Linked DNA regions of Sander lucioperca: region 1 is linked to region 2. The links are chromatin contacts, called in public Hi-C maps. All regions are on one chromosome and are shown on one strand. The core of a region is the stretch at or near the end of the contact, and the rest is flanking DNA. Distances in the headings are between cores, read along the strand shown.

The links. Hi-C and Micro-C count contacts between places; a contact is called where the count stands out from the background.
Region 1: a Hi-C map of liver shows a contact between it and region 2, with 12 times the contacts expected there. The contact joins the promoter of si:dkey-12j5.1 here to the promoter of glipr2l in region 2. A contact is called at or near these places in 2 of 2 Hi-C or Micro-C datasets (liver and muscle).

What each region holds. Positions count from the first base shown.
Region 1 is chr10:27,542,720-27,546,681 of SLUC_FBN_1.2, forward strand. si:dkey-12j5.1 (probable assembly chaperone of rpl4) reads right to left here and starts at 2,682. Exons shown (of 11, transcript XM_031299099.2): 1 at 2,472-2,682; 2 at 2,202-2,314; 3 at 1,925-2,071; 4 at 1,654-1,806; 5 at 210-319; 6 at 1-49. The coding sequence starts at 2,535. It overlaps mindy3 (ubiquitin carboxyl-terminal hydrolase MINDY-3), which reads left to right and starts at 2,949. Exons shown (of 17, transcript XM_036006706.1): 1 at 2,949-3,158; 2 at 3,656-3,960. The coding sequence starts at 3,867.
Region 2 is chr10:27,382,451-27,386,619 of SLUC_FBN_1.2, forward strand. It overlaps glipr2l (GLI pathogenesis-related 2, like), which reads right to left and starts at 2,743. Exons shown (of 5, transcript XM_031299115.2): 1 at 2,407-2,743; 2 at 1,721-1,829; 3 at 275-378. The coding sequence starts at 2,419.

The sequences.
Region 1 (3,962 bases), core at 1,432-3,931, 160 kb after region 2:
TGCTCTCTCAATGAAATCTTTGCACTTGTCTGCAGCTCCCTCTTCCATGCTACATGCCCACAGAGAGAGAGAGAGAGAGAGAGAGAGAGAGAGAGAGAGAGAGAGAGAGAGAGAGAGAGAGAACAAAATGGACATTTTTGTCCACTCATTACCGAAGCAGTACCATGAGATGGGGTTTATAAGAGTCAAGAGTATAACTGCTCTGGTACCAGAGGTCTGTTAGGTAAATCTCGGCCATGGAGCAGTAGGCTACACAAACATCCTTCGCTGTGGGGAGCTCGGTGTCCTCATCTGGTGGGGCAGCAGCTCCGGCCTGAGCCTGCTTATAGAGCAGAGGGCAGATGTCTTGAAAGGTATCAAAAGTTCTGTTAAGTATAATATATCAAAAGAAAGTGAACATGACATGCACATTTTTTTTACTTAACAATTATCCCATTAAAAGAAAACACTGCACAACTTCCCTATATTCCCAGAGATTCTCCATCTGAGTATTACGGAGAACATTTTGACATGTCACAGTAGAAAGAGCACAGGTGTAAATAATAAAATGAAAAAGGCATATATGGATTTGAATTATACAGAATAGCTCATGCCTTTTGCTTATTTATAACATATGCTATGAAAATAATAAAGAGGCTGTCAAGTCAAACATGTTCATGCTATTTCTTATAAATAAGAAGTCATTTAAAATTACACCAATGATAAACAAGAAATAATGTAAGTTAGATAATTTGTGAATTCAATTGGATAAAACAAGTCACTTAGATTAATTAAACACCTGAAATATTATATATATATTTTTTTTTTCCCATTTTGCCTTACTTTTTTTCTATCAGATTATTTCTCGTTTAATATTACAGGTTTATTATTATTACATTATTATTTTGTGCCCTGTATACTTATAGATTATGTGGATGCATACTTACTTTGAACAAAAGTATTAGGTAACGTGGGCAAATTCTTTAGTTAGTAGTTTTCTACTATTGAACAGGGAAAACAAAAGAGTATCCAAAATCAAAAAAAATCCTCTGGACTCTGGAGGATTTCCCTCTCAGTTCAGTGCTGTAATGATCCACATAAGAAGCTCAGAGAATGTCTGAAGTGTTTGAGAAAGTCATCAGATGCAGAATCACTTTGTAGCTATGCCTTATGTCCCCAAATACAGGAGTACAGGAATCAAATATTTGGTCTTCTTTTGAAGATATTCAAAATTTAGACAATGCTAGACCCTATTTTGATAATTTTGTCCCGCTTGTATCAGTGTTGAATTTTGTGTTGTTTTAACTGAGGAAGAGTTGTCTATTACATTGCTGTATGTGAGTAACATGATGGTGCTTACATTTTTAAGAATAAGTCATGAATCACTACAGGTAACCATAATAACTATGCACTAAGTATGTCCGCTATCATGTGATGAATTTATTGACGGTCATTCAGTTGAACTGACACAACTCGATAGATCTTTGTTATGACAAGGTGACATGCATGCCTGCATAGATATAAAGACAGATAGATAGATAGATAGATAAGTAATTCATATATTGTTCAACAGCACCCTCTTGTGAAGATAAATACAATTACCCAAACATGTAAGTTGATGTAGAGTATCTATAAGCATAGAGGGAATGTGAGTGTGTATGGGAGTGCACTCACTGTGGTCTGTGCTTGTTTGTCCAATGCCGACAGAAGGACTTGTATTCCTTTAGTGTAGTAGTCCACAGCCTCCTGGCCTGTGTGGATTTGTCCCAGGTACATGTACTTACTGTGGCCTACATCTGGGCTCAGCTCCACTGCACGCAGAAAAGCTTAGAGATAATTGGTCAAGGAGGTTCACTCCACTCAATCAACATGGAAATATAAGAGTGCTTAAATAAAATGACTGAGTTACAAGCAACAAGAAAGACAAAACCTGCACAAAGGATATTCCTTTAGCTTTCTGTGTGTCTCCTAGTTCAGAGCAGATGTGTCCCTGCATGTCTAGAGCTAGCAGGTTGGTGGAGTCCACATCCAGGGCTCGTTGACAGAAAAGACCAGCCATCTCAAAGTCAAAACTGTCCATGCATTCCTCTGTCTGTACAACAGATGATCACACAATATAATAACAAACATGCAGCAGATGATCGATGATGAACAAAAAATACATTTCGAAAGGCAGGAAAAATCTAGGTCGTGTATTGTTGTAGATATCTTGTCAATATCACCTTCTCTAGTAGCTGTTGCACAGAGTACTTCTCAGCTGTCTTCTTCTTGGCTTTTTCATGTACTCTTAGTTTCATCCTTTCTTGAGGTGACAATCCAACAAACCCTGCATCTGCTGTGATTAAATAAGTGGAGAGTCAACGTTAGTTTAGTCTCATATTTAGTCTAATAGTCTAAAGAGTTTAAATCAAAGCACATCAGGTAAATTCCGACTAACTGCTGTACTGTAAATAACTAGCTAGCAAATGTGTTGAACCACTGAACAAAATTACTGTTTGGGCGGTTCTCCTTCCTCTTCGGCTTGCTTTTCTTTTTTCCCTTTGCCTGTCCACCCATAGTGGTGAAAAATACAGCTTATATTTTCACAATTTGTCTTCTAAACAGACTTTTCCCAAAGTGTGAATCTACCATAGGCTATAGGAATCTACACGCGTGGAAAGCAAGCACGGTTGAGCTAGGGGTGCAGTGCGCATGCTCTAAGCAGTGACTGTGTGGCTGCTACGGAGAGAGGTAGCGGACAAAATATTAACGGTTCTGAAATAACCTTTATTACACTAAAGCAAAATAGGATATTTATACAGTCCGACATTGTTAGACATCGCGTTTTAAATGTATGCTTTAACACCGAAGTAAGCTTAAAATCCCATTTATATTTTCTTTCTCCGAGGTGCTGATTACTTAAGGCGGGCTTTAAATGAATTAAACGGTTCCCTGTTTGTGGGCGGGTGCTCGATATGATTGACAAGCCTGTTGTCCATTGAGGTAACGCGTTGAAGCTGTACCCCTTGACGTATGTGGTACTTTCTGGATTTCAACCAATGGGCAGTCACGAGTTTTTTTTTTTTTTTTTTACAATTCTGTTGTAAATAAACGAATGACAGAGACGCTGCTGTTGATAATGAAATTGCTACCAAAATATATAATCAATACGGAATCCCAATACTCGACTGTGTATCAAGGTAATTAGGCTTTAACGTTATCTAACTAATGAAAAATATTATGAATTGATACAACAACTTTTCAGCATCGCTGCAGTGTGAGAAGAAATTGAATGACAAAGCAATGGAATATTAGCTGCTAGTGGTAATGCTAATGCTAACTGCTGACATTACCAAGCCATCTCCGCTCTTAAAACCTACGTTATAGTTATTTCACAACAGTTTAACAAGGTAACAACGCCGCCGCAAGAAAAGCTAACGTTATCCGTTAATCCTGCTGTCAGCAACGTTACTTATATTACTAACCATCCGGGTAACGTTAACGTTTACTATTTGACGTTAACGTAAATGTTAGCTTTCTCGTTTGTTAATAATACGAGCGAGTATTAACGTCACACTGATCTATAAACTAGCTATGTCGCGCCATTGTCGCTTTAGATATGCAATTAAGTTATCGATGCTTGTGTTCCCTAGTAACCCCCAGTAACCTTAGCGTATAATGCTTCTGTACTTTGCAGACTGGTGTGGCTACGTTGATGTCATTCCTACCCGCCAGTTTGCCTCCAGCCGCTAGAGTCAGTCTGTGTTGTGCAACACAGGTAGCTTGTGGCCAATGCCACAGGCTCAACCTGCCGAGAGAAGTGGAACATCGACCTAGGAAAGAGCTTGCAAGTTGGCCTCAAGAGACCTATCTTGTGTTTGTGGACTCACCAGCACTAAACAATTGTCATGTCGGAGTTAAATAAAGAGGTGGTGGATTTGGTTTGGGGGAGACCCTCCAGTGGAGGAGTGTCTGCCTCGATCTTCCGTAGATGGAGCCAAGGT
Region 2 (4,169 bases), core at 1,493-3,992:
GTTGGAGATGTTTTATGAATCACACCGTCCTGCGCTGACATATTTCTGCAGTGAGTCATGGTGTCTGAGCTCTCAAACACAGAGCCAAGTGGAGGGGAAATACATCCCAGCTGTTCACTTTCAGGGTAGGACAGTCTGCATTAAGCCCCATAGACTAAACTATTGTATGGATGTGTATCTCAGGAGGAAGACAAAGAGGGCATATACACAAAATCATTCAGTTTTATGAATAGTATATTGAGCATGTGTGTATGAGTATATATACTGTATATACCTGATTGGTCATAGGAGGCCCACGCCAGGTTCTCTCCACAGCTCCCTTTACTGGACTCCACACTGTGTTTCAGGATCCGTGTGCTGGCCAGACTTTCAGCATAACTGAAAGTCAGAGACAAAGAAAGATGTGGATAGCACTGTTGAAATTGCTATGAATCCTGCAACAAAATCCACTCCTGCACCCAAAGATTTCCACTGTGAGTGGCGTACTTTAAAGCTCTTTACTTCTTTAGATTTAGGCTTCCCAGAAGTCTCAGTTTTTAAAAGCACTGTGCTGTCCTCTACCCTCCAAGATAAACAGTGTCAAATCCTTACCTCAGGTTTAATCTAGTGCAAATATGCAAAGCAGGCACAGAAACTAATTCCTCTGAACAATTGCTTTTGGTATTGTGTTGATATTATTACAGGTTAAAAGACCATCAGGGGTGTATGCAAAATTTCCATTAAGTTCAATCTGAACAATGACAAAAATGTACATGCTAAGCTATAGGTTTTATCAACACAGTGTTGATTTAGTGACAGTATTTACTCAAATTTACAATCGGGGGTGTTACTACACGGACAAGGTTCAACACCTGGTAAGTTATTCATCATGTCTCTATTTAAAATATGGTGTGGATAAACAACAGATGTTAAATGCCACGGGTGTTCCTCATCACAAGAGTTAATGATGCTTTTCGGATGAAAAGACAAACTCTTCAATTACAAGTCCAGTGAGCTTTTGTTACTGATTTTGTTGGATTAGGTTCTAAATCCTAACTATATTTATAAATCTGCAAATTTTCCTCGAAACACGCAGCTGTGAATGAACGAATGATGGCTTTAACTGAACAGGGGTGAAACCGTTGCATAATTTTGGTAAGTGCCTTAAAAACGCCAATTGACACAGAGGGAGAGGTAAAAGCACCATTCATCATGTTCCAATGAACTGTGCTGCGCTTAAATGGTAGATTATCTGCAAACTCAAATATTTATCATCATAGATATTACACAGCAAATACAGTATTTAAAAGAGGCACACGTTACCAGAGATGTAGAGTGTACACTGTATCATTAAAGTTAAGCAACTGAGGAATAAAGTTTTTTTTTTTTAATCATAACAGTAAACTTTGTTTAGCAAACCAATGTTGCTGTTGATATTGCACCATTAGCATGCTTGAGGAAATGGACTGAAAGTCTATTATCCAAGACAGTTAGTTGCCTATTTCCTTCCTGACAGCACTGATCAAGTTTTCATTTACTCAAAACAAGAAATTGTCAACACAACTGCTAATCACAATAAAAACAAACCAAGACCCTCGATATCTTATTATATTTTGTTGTTATTTCATTTGACAGGTTAGGCCGAAGCTGTCACTGTTATCCAGAGCAGTTTGACAATGACTGGAACGTGTAGTCCTTGTTTATTAGGTTTCTAATTTAATCAGTGTGTGTATTAACCTACCGGGTAGCCTCTCTGCTCAACTTGCTGCTTAGCTTCATTGGAGGAGCCTGGTGCTTCCTCCTGAACTCATTATGGCACTGCAGCACCTCCTCGGAAAACTGCTTTGAGGCTGATAGACAGAGAGGAGAGAGGCAGGAAGGGTTAGGCAGCCAGAGAGAGAGAAATCTGACAAAGGACACGTGATGATGCAACATGAAAATTCGTGCATGGCTGCAGAATACAAACTCGAGCTGAAGTGTGAGTTCACCACCTGAAGACTGACTGACCTCAGACAGTGAGTATTACTCGATGGAGAAGAAAACGTCATCCACATCACCCCCCTCTCTGCCCGGTGCCTATCACTCACTGGGCTTTTCATAAGTAGCCTACCACAATCTCTTGAGTGCTTACACAATAGGCACATTGAAATAGCCACACACAAACAATACAAATACCAGTGCTGCCTAACAGCCAGCATCGACTCAGCCTGCTGCAATATGAATCTTAACTAATGATCAGTAAAATTTATTTTAAAATTTCATTGAAAGGAAAAGAATTTAGTCTTTTCTTTTGCAAGTTTGCATTGCCTTGTCCTACTTTTCAAAGATAGCAAAGCCCACAAACACATAGAGTAAACAAGCAAGTTATAACTCCGGCCAAATGGATACAATCAGAGTTAATATTCTCAGGGTGCAGTTTCCACTTACCTGACTTCCCCATGGTGCTGACACAGGAAGCCTTCAGTAAGATCAGAAACACTCTTAGCACTGAAAGAAAGCAGCCTCTCCCCTGACTTGTTTTTTTTGCTCCTCCTCTCTTTTTCTCTGTTGCTTGCTCCCTCTCTCTTTCTTCCTTTACTGCTGTCTATCTAATGCTGATGCTTTGAAACAGCTGCCAATGCCGTTATTTCGGGGGCCTTTCCTTCAATTGCTGTCTCATTCAACCTTGAACGTACAGCAGCAAACTTCCCCTTTAGCTATGTATCTAGTTGTGAAGATTATTTTGTAACATGCTTCTTCCTCAAGTTTTGTTTCACTTCATTTAACTAAACCTGTCTGTCTCTGTTGAAGCCACAAACACCACTATCTGCATTCCCTACATATATCTGTATGGCTCAGAGGAGTACACACCCACTCCTTGTCTTTACATTCCCACAAATGAGAAGGGAGCCCCTGCAGACGTTGGTGACATCATCTCTGTGAGACACATGCCCATATATGGCTCTGAGATTCTTGTAACTCGGTAGCCATGGACAAGAGAATGTTACTCCTAGCAACTGTAACCGAGACAGTGGCTATTCTCACAGTTCACACTGTAATGATGCATCATTGTGCTGTGCAACAGAAGACAATAGCAAACTTTGAGATAGGCCACACAGTGTATACTGTACTGTACATGATGCTCACTTTTTCAAAACACCTTTTCACTTTTACTAATGCTGATATCGTCAAGGTGCTTCAACATTGTCTTCAGAAACTTCTGTGTCAATAAGTTACCCCCACACACCCAATTGTAAATGAGTGATCCCTTAACCTCCACTCTGGATAAAAAAAAGCAATGAGTGAACAATTTACCTACTGCAGTTGACACACAGGGAGAGGCAGAATCATCATCCATCATGCTGCAGAACAGGTTTCTACTATTTGTTTTGTCTGCATGAAGTATGCTTCCCTCTGCACTTTAATAGTATTTACGAACTGGGATATCTATTATTTCAACAACAAAAAATACACCTGTTTTAACAAAGGCAGGACTGGTGTGTAACAGAACCTCAAAATGGATTATCTCATATTTTACTGTGCATCTCATAACTCAGCTTTTGAAATTGTGTCTCCACTTTTTGTACAGGCTACAGCTTGTATAAAGAATGTATGAAAAATGAAATTGTACTTTGTCCTTTTTTACACCCTTAAAATCAATAAGACATCATTGTGTCAGCACCAAAGTGTTCTGATGAAACTGCTAAACGTGTAACAGTAGAATGCTGATGCTTGATTGCTAATCTCCCAGTTGTGAATGTGAGTTTATCACTTTGTTAGGCTTGAATCAATCAAAGTTAATAAACACACACACACTACAGTCACTTTGGTCCAAACTGAAATATCTTAACAATTATGACATGGAATGTCATGACATTGTGTACAGGGATCCATGATCACCAGGGGAGGTATCCTACTTACTTTAGTGATCCCTTGACTTTTCTTCTAGGAGCTATCATATCGTCAAAATCTCAATACTTTGGTTTACTATTATTTTACCACATCATCACATTTCCATCATCCTCAGCTGTACTTTGCATGCTCAATGGCGCCCTCAAGGGGTGGCCATGGCCACCCTGATACAATTGCTGCCCCTGAGCAATTTCCTAAACAGAAGTGGTCGCCATCCAATCACTGATAAATGCAATTCTTCATTTATTTGAAATCTCCAAATGTCAAATGTTTGTGATACCAAATCACAGCATGGATTT